5 separate regions of the Mus musculus genome follow, and regions 1, 2, 3 and 5 are each linked to region 4. A link is a contact called in public Hi-C and HiChIP or PLAC-seq data. All regions are on one chromosome and are shown on one strand. The core of a region is the stretch at or near the end of the contact, and the rest is flanking DNA. Distances in the headings are between cores, read along the strand shown. Region 1 has its middle 32 kb from the start of Gm32360. Region 2 has its middle 2.9 kb from the start of Gm13497. Region 3 overlaps Gm13497 (predicted gene 13497). Region 4 has its middle 22 kb from the start of Rbm43. Region 5 has its middle 30 kb from the start of Rnd3.

Region 1 (2,861 bases), core at 260-2,759, 860 kb after region 4:
GTTTTTTCACAGGTATTGGGTGTTCTGCGAGCTTCTTCTATGGGAGCTCTCTTGCCTGAGCTGCTATCCTGTATGCTGGAGGTCTCCTGCTACATGGTGGCTCTGTGGGGACTCCTCCTTGCTTCATTCTCCTACTGAAGACCCAAGTCTTCTCCCATCATTTCATGGAAGAACTCTCAGAGAGCTTCCTAGGGAAGCATTTGGTAGTGTTTGTTTGTTTGTTGTTTTTTAAATCACTTAGGTCTAAAACTATCTTTAAAACTTCAGTCCTTAATAATGGAATGAAAGTCTAGCTGACTCCAGAGTTACAGATTTAAATAAATGCCTATCAGGTAGTCCTGTGTCATACAGTTTCTCCTGGCTGATGTGAAGAAGTCTAAAGCCTTCCAATTCTTGTATCTTCGCACAGCGACATTTGCTTTCTTTCTGGCAAGGTTCACACTCTAGACAGAAAGTTTTTTTTTTTTTTTAAAAGTATGCCCTGATGTTAATTTGTTTTTGTGTATTGTACTGCCTGTGCCTTCAGAGATGCACAACCATGACACATTTTGCAGAAATACACCATACCTAACAGGTTCTACTCTAAGCCACCATTAAAATGACCATTTTCACACAGTTGCTTTGACATTTAAACATAACAATAGAAGCCACATATTTTGTGACAGGAAATATTGTTAGTCCTTGTGGGGATTTTGCATTGTTTGCTTGTTTGTTTTTGAGCTAGATTTATGCTCTGTAGCCCCAAGCTGGCCTTGAACTTCTGGTCTCCTTCCATTGTCATGGGTGCAACAGATAGGTACCACTGTGCCTGGCTCCAGCGTGTCTTCATGATCTCAAGCTAAATGATAGAGATGTCTTAATCAAGATATAATTACCTCATGGAGTCTTTGAAACCTGAACCGGTGGGAATGTGGGATGGGTTACTATCAGAGCTGAGCCTGTGGCAGGAGCCCTGAGGGACTGCATGAGGAAGGAGCCAGCAGTAGCTTGCACCTAAGTCCTACGAATTGATGGCTTAGTCCTGCAAAGCAAGGATCTAGCTGACTGTTTCCTACCAGCAAATGCACAGGACAGATTTTCTCTAAGAAGATACCCTTAAGGCCTCAAACTGGAGTTGGAGGAGGGGCTAGATTCGAACATTTAAGCCTTCATTTTCAAAACTACAGTAATCTCTCCAACAGAAATCAGGGTCGCATAAAAGAGGGGTGGAGAAGAAGGTGTTGTTTCTCTGTAAGAAAAATAAAAGAACTGAATGCTAGAGAGTGGAATTGTAATTACAGAAAAAGCTGACAAATTTACCCATAAAATAAGATGTATGGTAAAGGTCGCCAAGCTTTAACAGCGACATAATTCAGAATTGTCAAAATGCCTGGAATTATTCCTCGGGGAATTATAGTTTACTTGTTACAGAGTCAGCCTCATGATTCCTGGTGGACCCAAACCAGATGTAGCCGGAATCCCTTTGGGTGCAGGGAGAAGTCCCTCAGCTGTGGGTGAGCACACCTCTACCTCTGACCAAAGGTCTTCCACACCAGTGCTATCTATCCACAGTGACATCCGCTCTTCAAGTCCCTCCCTTCATTTCCTGGTCAACATGAAATTTGGAGTTTGGACCTTGACTTTTTTTTTTTTTTTTCTGCCTGTATGCCTGTCTTCATTTTCTTCATGGCTGGTTTAAACTAATTCCTCTGGAAGCAAGAGACTTCACTCCAACTCTCTGGCAGCAAACCCCTGAGCCAGATTTCATGGCCTCTGAAACGATGCATGACTAAGCAACATAAAAAGAGGGTGGGGTGAGGCCGAGGTGGTGGAAGAGGTAATGTTACACACAGACAGCCGTGCTTGTTAACATTCTACTGAGATTGTTTCAGTCTGGTGGGAAAAGGAAATACCCAGAGCTCCCTCTTTCACTGGCCCAGAACTTTTCCTCCATCTTCAAAGGACAGAAGAAAAAAAATCTATTTGTTGTTTCTCAGAGGTTACATCTTTACAAAGTTACATATTTCGTGAGAAGAAAAACACTTCAGGGCAGAAAGACATAGAAGAATATAAGAAAGAATGGAAAAGATATGTCATAGAAAAGATATGTCACTTTACAATTGGCTAATGATATCTTTAAAAATCATAATTTACTTCTCATCATGAAAGAATCTCTGTGCATTTCCCTGTGGTTGCAAACCAATACTGAACTTAGACATTTTGTCTGGGTTCTTACCATTGTGTGCAAAATATTTTTAAGACATTAAATAGTGTTTACAAATATTATCTTTACTGAAATAAAATGTCATTACATTTTTAAATTTTGAGATGGGGGTTTTCTGAGTAGCCCTGGCTGTTCTGGGACTTGCTCTGTGTGGACCAGGCTAATTCTTTTAGCAGCCCAAGTTTTACATGTTCAAGTTTTACTTAGGGCATGGATTTTGAACCTTCATCACATTTATCTGCTTCCGTTTTTCCGCTTGTTTTGTTTGGATAAACTCCAAGGAGTGGAGATACCGGAGACAAAGGCTTTGATTACTTCTGCCATTCTTGTGGCAATTGCCCAACTTCAGCTTTAAAAGCTACTATCAGATTTCATCCCTATAAGACAATCTGAGGTGGTGTTTCCTTAAACATTCTTTCCAACACATGATACTGTTGTTATTTGATGTTGATATTTCAGTTTAAAAGGCTGTGGTTTATTTCAACTGTCCTTATAGGAAACATTGCCCTTTAAAAATGAATATCATCAGTTTGTATTTTCCTGCTTTTTTTTTTTTGGTTTTGGTTTGTTTTTTTGGTTATTCGAGACAGGGTTTCTCTGTGTAGCCCTGGCTGTCCTGGAACTCACTCTGTAGACCAGACTGGCCTCGAACTCAGAA
Region 2 (2,700 bases), core at 181-2,680, 670 kb after region 4:
GAAAGCTGACTTTACCCTGCTCTGTCCTGCCAAGGAATGTGATTCCTCTTTCAGGGTCTCCATGTAGCATGCTGTCTACTCGCTACTCTTCAATTAGCTGTCTTGGCTTTCAGACCACATGTTGCAATGTTGAGTTCAAGTGAATCTCATTTCATACTGACCTCCAAAACTCCAAGCAGAGCAATAAGGGCCATGTGAATGCTACCTATAAGTGGAACAGTGAAAACTCTCAACCTACTAAGAAAGAAAGAATCACATGTTGAGATTGTATGGTTTATAGTAGGAACTGTGACATCATCGAGAACAAAAACGGAAATCCAGGCTAGTTTTCCTACCTTTAGCTCATACTACAATGTTAGAGGGGAAGGTAGTACAAACTCTGCGAATACAGAAAAGGCATTATATCTGTGGAGAAGACTTTCCCACAGAAGGCAATACATGAGAAATTTAGCAAGAGATCACCCAAAACAACTAGCTCCAACACATTTACATTATATAAGGAAAAATTACATTATATAAGGAAAATTACATTATATAAGGGAAAAGTGGAAGGTGGGGCCAGCACGGGGGCTCCAGCTGCTTTCCTGATGGGCTCTCCGTCAAAGTCTCTTATAAGGAACATGACTCTGTGCAAGTGGCTATAAGGTCTTTGAATAAATATTTCATTATAATTATATATCACATTGCTAAGCTAACTCTGTTTTTCAACTGTAATCCATCACTTGAGCAAGTTGCTTACTTTCGTTGAGCCTCAGTTTCCCCAATCTGTAATGGAGGGATTAAAAGTAGCATCAGTCAACAATTTTTTTAAAGTTTTAATTAGATGAAATGTACCATGGGTATATGTACACTTTTAAAAGCATTGTTTACATAAGGTTCAGTCTATAGGTGCACCCTTGCTGAAATGGACTTTGCTTCTGAAGGAACAGCCATGCAACACAGCACGTTTGTTATGGGCAACGTTCTACCTCATCATCCCTACATTTTATCAGGCCAGGGCAGCTTTAGACATAAGCCCAGCCCCTCACCATTTGCAGCAAATGGCTTCATCCACACCTTCTGCGAACACTTGGCCAATGCACAGCCTACAAGCAAGCACCCTGATCCTGCCTGTTCAGCTTTATCATCAGTAAAAACTTAGAGCTCATCCAGGAAAATTACTAGGTACTCTAAAAATTAACTTGATTTGTAACCTAATAAATTTCACGAAGCAATAAAACCTCAAGGAAGCCTCTTTCTTTTTTTTTTTTTTCCTTTTTTTTTTTTCCTCCTATGAAGAATCTGCAGAGTTTGATGTGTTTCCAATTGAAAGCTGTTAAGTTGAGCAAAAGCCGGTGCTCAGAGTTTACGAGGGTGCCATTTGGTAACCTGAAGGTGGCAGATGTGAAGGCCAAAAGTAGACGGTGGGGGTGGGGCCAGCGCCGGGTCTCCAGCTGCTTTCCTGATGGGCTCTCCGTCAAAGTCTCTTATAAGGAACGTGACTCAGTGCAAGTGGCTATAAGGTCTTTGAATAAATATTTCATTAGTCATGATGGTTCTGAAAACTTAAAGCTGCGAAGGACACATTGGAATCTCTGTGATTTATGATAATGCTCTGAAGGAAACTTGATCATTTCAGCCCTGCCATATGTAGCCGGGTGGAATGTGCAAATGAATTGAACTGGCAAACCCCACAGATTTTGTTTCTTGATTAAAAAAAAAAAGTCTTAAGTCAGATCAGCTAACAGGCGATTTGAAACGGGGATTTAGCAGGGCAGCTGTTTCAGATGAAGTCCCTTCCAGACACCTCCCTCCCCCTCCCCTTCCCCCTCCCCCTCCCCCTTCCGTATTTTCTTTAATAAGGATTCAGAGTAGTTTCTCTTCCAAATGTTTCACGATGCTGCACATCAGTGATTAAAAACGCAGCATCGTCTGGTGTGTGTCTGTGTTACTTCTCCATCCTCTTGCTCCTGTAAAATAGGTCGTGTGTCTTAGCCATCCTGGGATGCCCATACCACATTATGCTGTATATGGTAATTTTTGTATGTATAAAAAATTAGCCCAGAAGCTCTTTATAATGCACAAGTATAAATTTTAGTATACCATTAGATTGTTAATATATATATGTGTGTGTGTGTATATATATATACATATATATACATATATATATACATATATATATAAAGAGAGAGATTCAGAGATGCCTAATGCTTTTCTAAAGTGCATGCAATCAGCTCGAATCCACATCTCTAGACTTACAGCTTAATGTTAGCATAGCAAGTACACAATGAATATTTATTGAAGGAGTGGATGGCTGGTTGTGGTTGTTGTCTGCATCAGTGGACATTTCGGATGAATGAACAGAGCAGCTAGAGATTTCAGAATCTGAAATTCACATGGGCCCGTCTCTTCCTGAAACCACGATTTCCTCAGCCCTGAGTGAAACAAACTGTCCCAAAGAGAAGTGAGTTATTTGTAAGCCAGTTCATCCCCACTTTCCCACAGTGAAGGGATCTGGGATGGGTGGGATCCACCTCCATTTGATCAACGTTCTCTTTCTGTGGCCTAGATCCACAGTCCCTTATCCAAAACACGGGCAAAAGTCCAAACTATTTTCAAAGTTGCGAGGGAAATATAGCATCTGATCTGAGTACTGTACGTGTGTCGGACCACGGCAGCGATCACATAGCAGTGATTACTGCAGCCAAGCGAACATTCTTT
Region 3 (2,813 bases), core at 309-2,808, 640 kb after region 4:
TTAAATAAAGAGGTTTAAAAAGAATGCCAACACCTACCTCTCACAGTCTGGAACTTTCAATTCAAATAGCCAAGGCTTTCGTGAGCAAAATACTCACCAGCTAATTCTAATACTTGTGCAAGGTTAACAACACTGACATAGGAAGTTCAGCCTTTTCTGAACAAATAATACGTAGCTAGTAATGTTTCTGAGTCAGAGAGTGTTTGAGAAAGATAAAGCTGGTGACATTTTGCAGAATGCAAGGTAAAAGAACAAGGCTGCATGCATAGCTCAAGGGCTCATCCGTTCCATCCATATTCAAAGGCTGATCATTCATGGTAGCTGGAGGGTCAAGCGAGGTATAATGACTCTGTTCACAATCACAGCTTAAACCCTATTGAATATTATGTTTAAATGCCATTTTAAATTGTCTTCTATGGTAAATTGCAAAGCTCACAGGCACTGGTGGCTGAGGAGTGTCTCCAATGGGCATTTATTTACAGCCACAGTGGATTCAGACTAGCTCCCCTGAAGAATCAGAAGGCAGATAGAGGCCAACAAGCTCCTTCTTCCTTGTTGATTTTACAGATTGGAGATAGGAGAATGTAAAGAGTAATTCCCATGATTTCCATGTGACCCAAGGCTGCAAGGGGCACAAGAATCCCCACCTATTGGGGGGCTCTCATCAGAAGAGGGGGAGCTCTCATCAGAGGAGGGAAAGCTGAGGAAGTCAGAGTCCAGTGATGCATTCAGACAACAGTCTGAAACAGTCTGAAACAGAACTGCATTCACACGACAGTGTGGCTCTCTCCTGCACAGTGCAAGAAGTTAAAGAGAAAGACATGATTCCAATTTGGCAGATAAACCCAAGGAATATGTAAGAATTCATTTAATCACTAACTTGTTCTCTGAGAGGATTCTTACGAAGTTAAAATTCAGTAGCAAGATGATGTAAAGGAGGAAAGAGCGTACTCATGACATTCTGCACCCACCACTTCCTAAATCCCAAATATTCTCACCACCTGATATGCTAAGTATTTTTCCATCTACTACCCTTTTTAACTGCCCTACTGCACCAAACGCAATACAGTGCATTAAAAAGAATAAGTCCTATACAGTCTTGAGAAGCAAATATTTAGTAGGTGGCCTGATCATTTTGCTACTGACAAATCTTATGTGTGTGTGTGTGTGTGTGTGTGTGTGTGTGTGTGTGTGTGTGTGTGTGTATTTCTGGATTTGAAATGCCAACCTAAGAAAGAGCAGGCTTTTGTCTTATGGCTATCAGGTACCTGGATATGAGGCAGCCATAGAGATAGGCTGGAAGTGAGTACGGACTCTTGGTAGCAGGAACATCATAAGACAAAGGGGGAAGACTAGATGTAGCGTACCCTTGAAGTGTTGTGTGCCTCTTCCAATGCAGAATGGGTAAAAAGTTAAAAAAAAAAATCAGGCTCTCACAGAATATTGCAGAGAATGAGCGCCTCACCAAAGAATTTGGATCCTATCTGCCAAGCAATGAGCAGCTACCAGACATTTTTAAGCAACAAAGAATGTGGAAAATGAAGAATCTCATGGGTTGGCTAGGAAGGAGGAAGATTAACCCCTTATAGCTATTCTAGCAATGCAGAGTAGACTGGCATATCAGAGTACATATTAGAAAGAATGCCCAAGAAAGGCTTCCTGAAGGCAAGCTAGTGTGGCCTTAAGGGCAGTAGGGCTTTAGGCTCCTTGCACTCTGCATCTTTTGTCTAACTAGTTGCTTCCTTTTCAAGCATCACTCTGAATAACAGGCCACTGTCATTAGTACTCATCAAGCCAGCTTTGTTGGTAGATCACAGCCTGGGATTCAGAAATCATCCCCCAGTGGTAGCTCCTTGAGGGACTTCAGCAAAGTCCTAGATGCCTCCGGAGTAGGTTCTGCCTGATGTCACACTATTGGAAATAATAGTGACTTTCACTTGACAAATGGGACCTAATGAAACTCCAAAGTTTCTGCAAGGCAAAAGACACCGTCAATAAGACAAAAAGACCACCAACAGATTGGGAAAGGATCTTTACCTATCCTAAATCAGATAGGGGACTAATATCCAACATATATAAAGAACTCAAGAAGGTGGACTTCAGAAAATCAAATAACCCCATTAAAAAATGGGGCTCAGAACTGAACAAAGAATTCTCACCTGAGGAATACCGAATGGCAGAGAAGCACTTGAAAAAATGTTCAACATCCTTAATCATCAGGGAAATGCAAATCAAAACAACCCTGAGATTCCACCTCACACCAGTCAGAATGTCTAAGATGAAAAATTCAGGTGACAGCAGATGCTGGCGTGGATGTGGAGAAAGAGGAACACTCCTCCATTGTTGGTGGGAGTGCAGGCTTGTACAACCACTCTGGAAATCAGTCTGGCGGTTCCTCAGAAAACTGGACATAGTACTACCGGAGGATCCAGCAATACCTCTCCTGGGCATATATCCAGAAGATGCCCCAACTGGTAAGAAGGACACATGCTCCACTATGTTCATAGCAGCCTTATTTATAATAGCCAGAAGCTGGAAAGAACCTAGATGCCCCTCAACAGAGGAATGGATACAGAAAATGTGGTACATCTACACAATGGAGTACTACTCAGCTATTAAAAAGAATGAATTTATGAAATTCCTAGCCAAATGGATGGACCTGGAGGGCATCATCCTGAGTGAGGTAACACATTCACAAAGAAACTCACACAATATGTACTCACTGATAAGTGGATATTAGCCCCAAACCTAGGATACCCAAGATATAAGATATAATTTGCTAAACACATGAAACTCAAGAAGAATGAAGACTG
Region 4 (2,872 bases), core at 326-2,825:
GTTGTTGGAACAGGCGTTCATTGAAGCATTTGTTGTACTTTTGTGAGTTTCTGAAAAATTCTGTGAGAAATAAAGATGAGGTCTGGAGAAGTGTTTCAGCTGACGGGGTGAGTTTGACAATCTGAGGTTGCTTCCTGGAACCCACAGGGCAGAAGGAAGAACCCTCTGATCACCACACATGCAGTGTGTGCTAAACACACACACACACACACACACACACACACACACACACGAGAGAGAAAGGGAAGATGAAAATGTACTATATATATTTCAATGTGTATTTATACTTTAAAATTTTGTTTTATACACACACACACACACACACACACACATATGATATGCCTTTCTTAGCTTACAAAGTCAGATGTACAAGAAAATAGTACTCCCCCCCCCCATACTCCAGTACTTTCAATTTCTAGTTTGAGCCTCTTTTCTAGATGTCAGAAATGAACATCATTTATGCCAGACTTCCCTGGTATTTCACTATCAGAAACATAACCCAAGAGAGTCTGGGATATCTCCTTTTTCCACAGCAGAATTGCAGAGTGGGAGTCAGGGCATGCAGGGGGTGGTGGGAGTTTGCTGATGGATCTAGTGTGTCATCTTAGGTCAAAAATCTCTTAAGTCCATTTTGTTCTTCTCTTGTATCCTTGTAAACAATAGCCACATTGTCTGATGAAAGTCTGCAGGGGCTCCCGGGTCTGCCTCTCAAATGGACCCCCAAGCCTCTCTTGAAACAGAAGTCATACCTGGAGGTTTCCCTCTGGCCTTCTTAGCTCCATGGCTCGGTCATTTCTGACGGGCCACACCTATGGCAGGTGTGGTATGGCGGCCTTGAGAATTCTAGGATACTTGCAGCTTCCACAGGTCCAATAGGAGAATAATTACTCTGGCTTTTAAATCTTCTGACACATCTAGGCTTTTAAAGGGTCCCAACAGGGTGAAAGGCTAGGGTGTGGGTCAATGGTATAATGCATGGCTAGCATGCGCACAGTTCCACCCCCAGCATCATACACACAAAAGGTAGTTAGGAATGTGGGGTCGGGACTTGAATAGACCTGTGTTCTGACCCAGAACCTATGCCTTAAGTGGGTATCAGGTATATACTTAAGTTTTTTTTTTTTTATTTTTATACAACATGTTAGTATTTATAAAGCAGAGTCAGTGAAATTTTGCTTAAACAAGACTAAGTACAACAAAAAGAATTTGGACCTTCGTATAAAACTCATACATGACAGGCATTTAAAAAAACATTATTAGCAAAAAGACAACAAGCAGGAAAAGCCTCTTATCTAATTTTTCCACCTGGTTACTGGATCTTTCTCCTAAGACTTAGTAAGCTATTAGCTCGGGCCTTAAAGGGCCGTGTGGGAATCCAGGTGGAGCCCCAGGCACCAAAGCTGCCACGACTTAGGAAAAATGTTCTCTCTGGCATCCAGTCCGAGGTCTGTGGAGCTGAAACTCCCCTGGTATTTTAAGAAAATAACTGGGAAGCTTTCGTTCCCAGTGCGGCCCATCCTTTATGAGCTGTCAGTGGAAAGGAAGCAGATGAAAGAGGGGGTGGGGGGAATTCTTACAGTATCATGTCACTGTGGCCTCAGGGAAACAGAGGAGAAGAAACCCAAGCAATTCATAGTGGACAAGCTTCCAGATGTTTATTGTCAAGACTTCTGCTCAGGATAGAAAGAAAACCTTAACTGTGCTATGTCCTTCTGCACTGTAAGAAAAAGCCACTCTTCGTTCCTCGGGTCTTCCTACCTTGATGGCCTCTGCGGTCTGGTCCAGAGAAGGAAGATGGCGGGTTGGCTGTTCTGTTTCTCTGGGATACCTGGACTGAAACTCCAGGCTAAACTACTGCTGACGCCTTTCTGATCCTGGACGTTAGGTTCCAGTCCCTCTGGAAAGAGACGTCCAGTTTGGGATTAGTTTTCTTCTACACGCAGGATGGATGGCGTTGAGAAGGTACCAGGAACAGGCTCTGCGTGAGAAATCCCGTTCTTACACACACATGCTCTATATCCAGATGCAATCTTTTAATTAATCATAGGAGCTCAGAGCGCTCAGCTGCATTTTAATGCTTTTAAAGTACGTTCAGTGGGGGAAAAAAAGCTTCGTTTTTTGAAATCAATGGTTATTATACTGTTTCTTAACAGAAACCTTTCAAGTCAGGATGTCTTAAAGAGTGCATTTGGAGAGGGGGGGGTGCTGTGAAAGTTTCCTTTTAATGCTATAAATCTTGTGATTACATTGGGTGCCCTCAGATAATCCAGATAAGTCCTCTATCACAGAGTTCACAGCATGTTCACATCTGCAAAGTCATTTTGCCTTATAAGGTAGCATATTTACAGCCTTTGAAGACTAGCGCTGGATTCTTTCTGAACCATTATTCAACCTACCACAGTGTACTTCTGACCACCAAAGATTTATTTCCCTTTCTCACGCAGGATATATTCATCCCCTCCTACTTGCCTCTGAAAGGCTCAACCCAAAATATAAAATGTCATCAATTCAAAGTCCCAGATCTCAACAGGAATGGGTGAGGCCATCACAGGCCTTTCTGAGGCAAGAGTCATTGCAGTCAGAGAACATATGCATCTCAAGAAGTGCTTTCTCTACTCCTCCGCAGTGGTGGGGCTGGCGGTAGGATTGGGTAAGATGCATTCCAGGGAGTCCTGGAAGGGGTAAAGATACCACCTTCTACCAAGCAAGGTCAAAACCAGGCTGGGATGACAGCATCGGGTTTCACAGCCTGGGAAAAGTCCTCCTCATATTGTAGCTCCATGCTCTGCGCTTGAGTCGTTCTCTACAGAATATTCTTCATGAAGAAAAGCCGGTGTTTGCAGATGAGCACTTTTGTAAGTCTGCTTCCTGC
Region 5 (2,700 bases), core at 169-2,668, 730 kb after region 4:
TAACTTCCATTCAAACATGATGTTAATATAGTCATGATGTTTCAGAAGCAACCATATTTTAACTTATACACAAACATTTTGTTGGTCCATATGTACATGCATGTATTTTGTACGACATGTAGCAATAAAGCACGAGTATTTATTCAGGCATGTATACATCTGCATATAAATTTTAATATATAGCATATTACATATGTTATCTGATTTTGCATATATTTATTTGTATTAGCTATAAAGAAGAAACATGAAGGCAATATCATTGTAGTTCAGGTATTCCTTTTCTCATGTCCTTGACCCCAAGAATATTCTTTCTTAAGGACTAAAGAAGCCGCCACCAATGTCCTCTGGTGTCTGAGGCTTGTTCTCGCTCATGACTGCATGGTAATTCCCAAAGAATACAGCGTGAAACTCCCTAGGGAAAACAAGGAAACATAAACCTTACCGAATTGACATAATCGAGTTTCTAGGATTGTGTACGGAGAAAGAAAACTAGTTTGAGGGTGACATTCTCCACCCAAGATTTTCATGGGATTATTTATTTAAGCTGCAAAGACTGAAATAGAGACAAAAATGGTATGGAAGCCGCAACCTTTCCCCACATTCTCTACATTCCTAACTTCAAACCAGACTCATCCATCAGGATGTCAGGCACAGGTTTTCCTCCCTCCTCAACCAATGTTCACCTTCACACAAAATCGTTGCTTTATCACATACACATGAAGAATTTTTTCTTCCTATTCTGAACATGAGGTCTAGGGTGTAAAGAGAAAACCTCCAAAGGCTATAACTAGTGTAATTTGCTGTGTGGGAAGACTTCACATTCCAAATAACAGAGGAATTTAAAATGCTATTAGTCATTCCGTTCCAAGCAGGTAAGAGTACAATCAGGGCTGCTGTCAGCTTCTGCATGTGGCCATTGTCACCACCCACCCCTGCAGTATTGTCATTAACTGCAGAAGGTAAAAGACAGCCAAAGTGACCCAGAGGGTAGAGAGTAGGAGTGAGAAGTATACAGAATGATTTGGGGACAATTGGAAATAAAAATGAAACATAGACAATATCCTAAATGAACCTCAATTTTAGAATTTTGATAAAACCACAGCAGATGCCAGAGAGATTCTTATTCCCTCCCTCCTCCAGCATTCTCTGCCCCTTCCTCCTATTCGGCAATTCAACACAGTATCTCTATCACACTCACAGGATCACAAAACCGTGTCTCTGTGGCTCCATCTCCACAGATGCTTGATGAGTTTCTGTTTCATCCAAACCCAGAAGTTATTTCTGGCGTAGAACCAATTTATAAGCTACAGACTTTCTATGATGAACCTTTAGTGGCTTCAAAGTCATAGGAAAGGCAGAATTTGCCAGGCAATAAACTCTGGCTTTGCTTCTTGTTAGCCTGTGTCCCAAGCTGTGTAGGAAGGGAAGCCTGGGGCAGCTCACAGTGATGAGTCAGTCCTTCACCTCAAGGAAGCAGAGAGTTAGGGAAAAGGCATATGTAAAGAAATGAAGACGGTTGACTGGTAAAAGTATGAAGGTTGAGATTACAGTGTGGTATACTGGGTGTTGACAAATAAGGTGTCATTTAACATAAGGTGTATTTAAACCCATTTGTGAGCACAGAAGATTGAAGCCGGCATCAAAAGCATATAGTATGTCACAAGATGGTTCAGCTGGAAAAGACACTTGCAGAGCAAGCCATTATCACCATATAAGTGTCATGAGTCCCATCCCCAGAACCCCAGAAAAGGTGGAAGGAGATACTAACTCCTCAAATTGCCCTCTGACCTCCACATGTGCACCCACACCCACATACCATAGGCATAATATTAATGCTAATAAATAATAATAATTTTAATATAGTAATTATTAGACAGGCAACAGAATGTGAAGATGACCAACTGGGTATCCTGTGAGGCTGCTGAATAGCGTGAGATCAACACGCATGGAACCTGTTGGTAGGGAGGGAGAAGGGAGGTAAAGGCATTCTGCCAGTCTAGACAGTGAATATGGCTCTTGATAGCCTGTCTCTGAATTGTAGTAGAGAAAGCTAGTGAAGGCATGATGGGAACAGAGTAACTGGTATAGGCGTTTAATATCTGTTGTTCATAAAAATACTTAAAATCTAAAGCTTCTGGTTTTTTTTCTAACGGAGTTATCAGGAGCATGATATACAGTTTAGTGAAGCAAATGCAAAGGGAAGTGTGATACGGATGCAGCTATGCACATCAGTGATATGCAAAGAAAAAAATCAAGGTGCTCTCAGATAAAGTGGTCACACAACAGAGCGTCTGCACCCATGCTCTTCTCAGACCCCTCTCTTACAACTTCAAGAATAAAACCCATGGAGTTTTCAGACCTTCTGGGATGATCCTTCACATTTGCTCTTGTTCTTTTTTAAAGTGATTTAAAGTAACCATTTCTACAGAATAATTTTAGAAAGGACCACAGGAATCTCTTGAACTACTACTATAAACACGCCCGCATATCTGCATATCTGCTTTAGGAGATGCAGGCGGAACATTAAAACTCACAGCTAGAATGGCTTTGCTTTGATCATCATCTATGCCTTGATATTGGCAGGTAAAAAAAAATTCTTTGACCATTTACTCATCCTCCAAATTAGCCATAAAATCTGAGTTGTTCACAGTGTTGTTTATACAGTCCAGGAATATCAATATTATGCACCCAGTATCTAGA

The links. Hi-C and Micro-C count contacts between places; a contact is called where the count stands out from the background. HiChIP or PLAC-seq counts read pairs in DNA pulled down with a chosen protein or histone mark.
Region 1: a contact with region 4 is called in a Hi-C map of embryonic fibroblasts, with 6 times the contacts expected there. The contact joins two enhancer-like sites. A contact is called at or near these places in 2 of 484 Hi-C or Micro-C datasets (embryonic fibroblasts and uterus), 1 of 115 datasets of contacts at active chromatin or transcription factors (fibro-adipogenic progenitors) and 1 of 9 other capture datasets (embryonic stem cells).
Region 2: a Hi-C map of uterus shows a contact between it and region 4, with 3 times the contacts expected there. The contact joins two enhancer-like sites. A contact is called at or near these places in 3 of 484 Hi-C or Micro-C datasets (nephron progenitors, tail fibroblasts and uterus) and 1 of 115 datasets of contacts at active chromatin or transcription factors (embryonic midbrain).
Region 3: a Hi-C map of uterus shows a contact between it and region 4, with 6 times the contacts expected there. The contact joins two enhancer-like sites. A contact is called at or near these places in 1 of 39 promoter capture datasets (the 3T3-L1 cell line) and 10 of 484 Hi-C or Micro-C datasets (the C2C12 cell line, the HL-1 cell line, adipose-derived mesenchymal stem cells and 4 more).
Region 5: a contact with region 4 is called in an H3K27ac HiChIP or PLAC-seq map of embryonic fibroblasts, with 9 times the contacts expected there. The contact joins two enhancer-like sites. A contact is called at or near these places in 3 of 484 Hi-C or Micro-C datasets (embryonic retina and liver) and 1 of 115 datasets of contacts at active chromatin or transcription factors (embryonic fibroblasts).

What each region holds. Positions count from the first base shown.
Region 1 is chr2:51,055,184-51,058,044 of GRCm38.p6, reverse strand. No RefSeq gene overlaps it. Among named protein-coding and RNA genes, the nearest start is that of Gm32360, 32 kb to the left of the region's middle. Within about 2 kb of position 1,509, at least 70 of the 459 cell types and tissues checked have an H3K27ac peak or open chromatin away from gene starts, as enhancers often do. A contact at or near this core is called in embryonic fibroblasts and uterus, where this site is marked.
Region 2 is chr2:51,237,546-51,240,245 of GRCm38.p6, reverse strand. No RefSeq gene overlaps it. Among named protein-coding and RNA genes, the nearest start is that of Gm13497, 2.9 kb to the left of the region's middle. Within about 2 kb of position 1,430, at least 33 of the 459 cell types and tissues checked have an H3K27ac peak or open chromatin away from gene starts, as enhancers often do. A contact at or near this core is called in uterus, where this site is marked.
Region 3 is chr2:51,275,491-51,278,303 of GRCm38.p6, reverse strand. All of the region lies in intron 1 of Gm13497 (predicted gene 13497), which reads right to left. Among named protein-coding and RNA genes, the nearest start is that of Gm13497, 35 kb to the right of the region's middle. Within about 2 kb of position 1,558, at least 8 of the 459 cell types and tissues checked have an H3K27ac peak or open chromatin away from gene starts, as enhancers often do.
Region 4 is chr2:51,911,579-51,914,450 of GRCm38.p6, reverse strand. No RefSeq gene overlaps it. Among named protein-coding and RNA genes, the nearest start is that of Rbm43, 22 kb to the left of the region's middle. Within about 2 kb of position 1,575, at least 29 of the 459 cell types and tissues checked have an H3K27ac peak or open chromatin away from gene starts, as enhancers often do. A contact at or near this core is called in embryonic fibroblasts and uterus, where this site is marked.
Region 5 is chr2:51,178,004-51,180,703 of GRCm38.p6, reverse strand. No RefSeq gene overlaps it. Among named protein-coding and RNA genes, the nearest start is that of Rnd3, 30 kb to the right of the region's middle. Within about 2 kb of position 1,418, at least 8 of the 459 cell types and tissues checked have an H3K27ac peak or open chromatin away from gene starts, as enhancers often do. A contact at or near this core is called in embryonic fibroblasts, where this site is marked.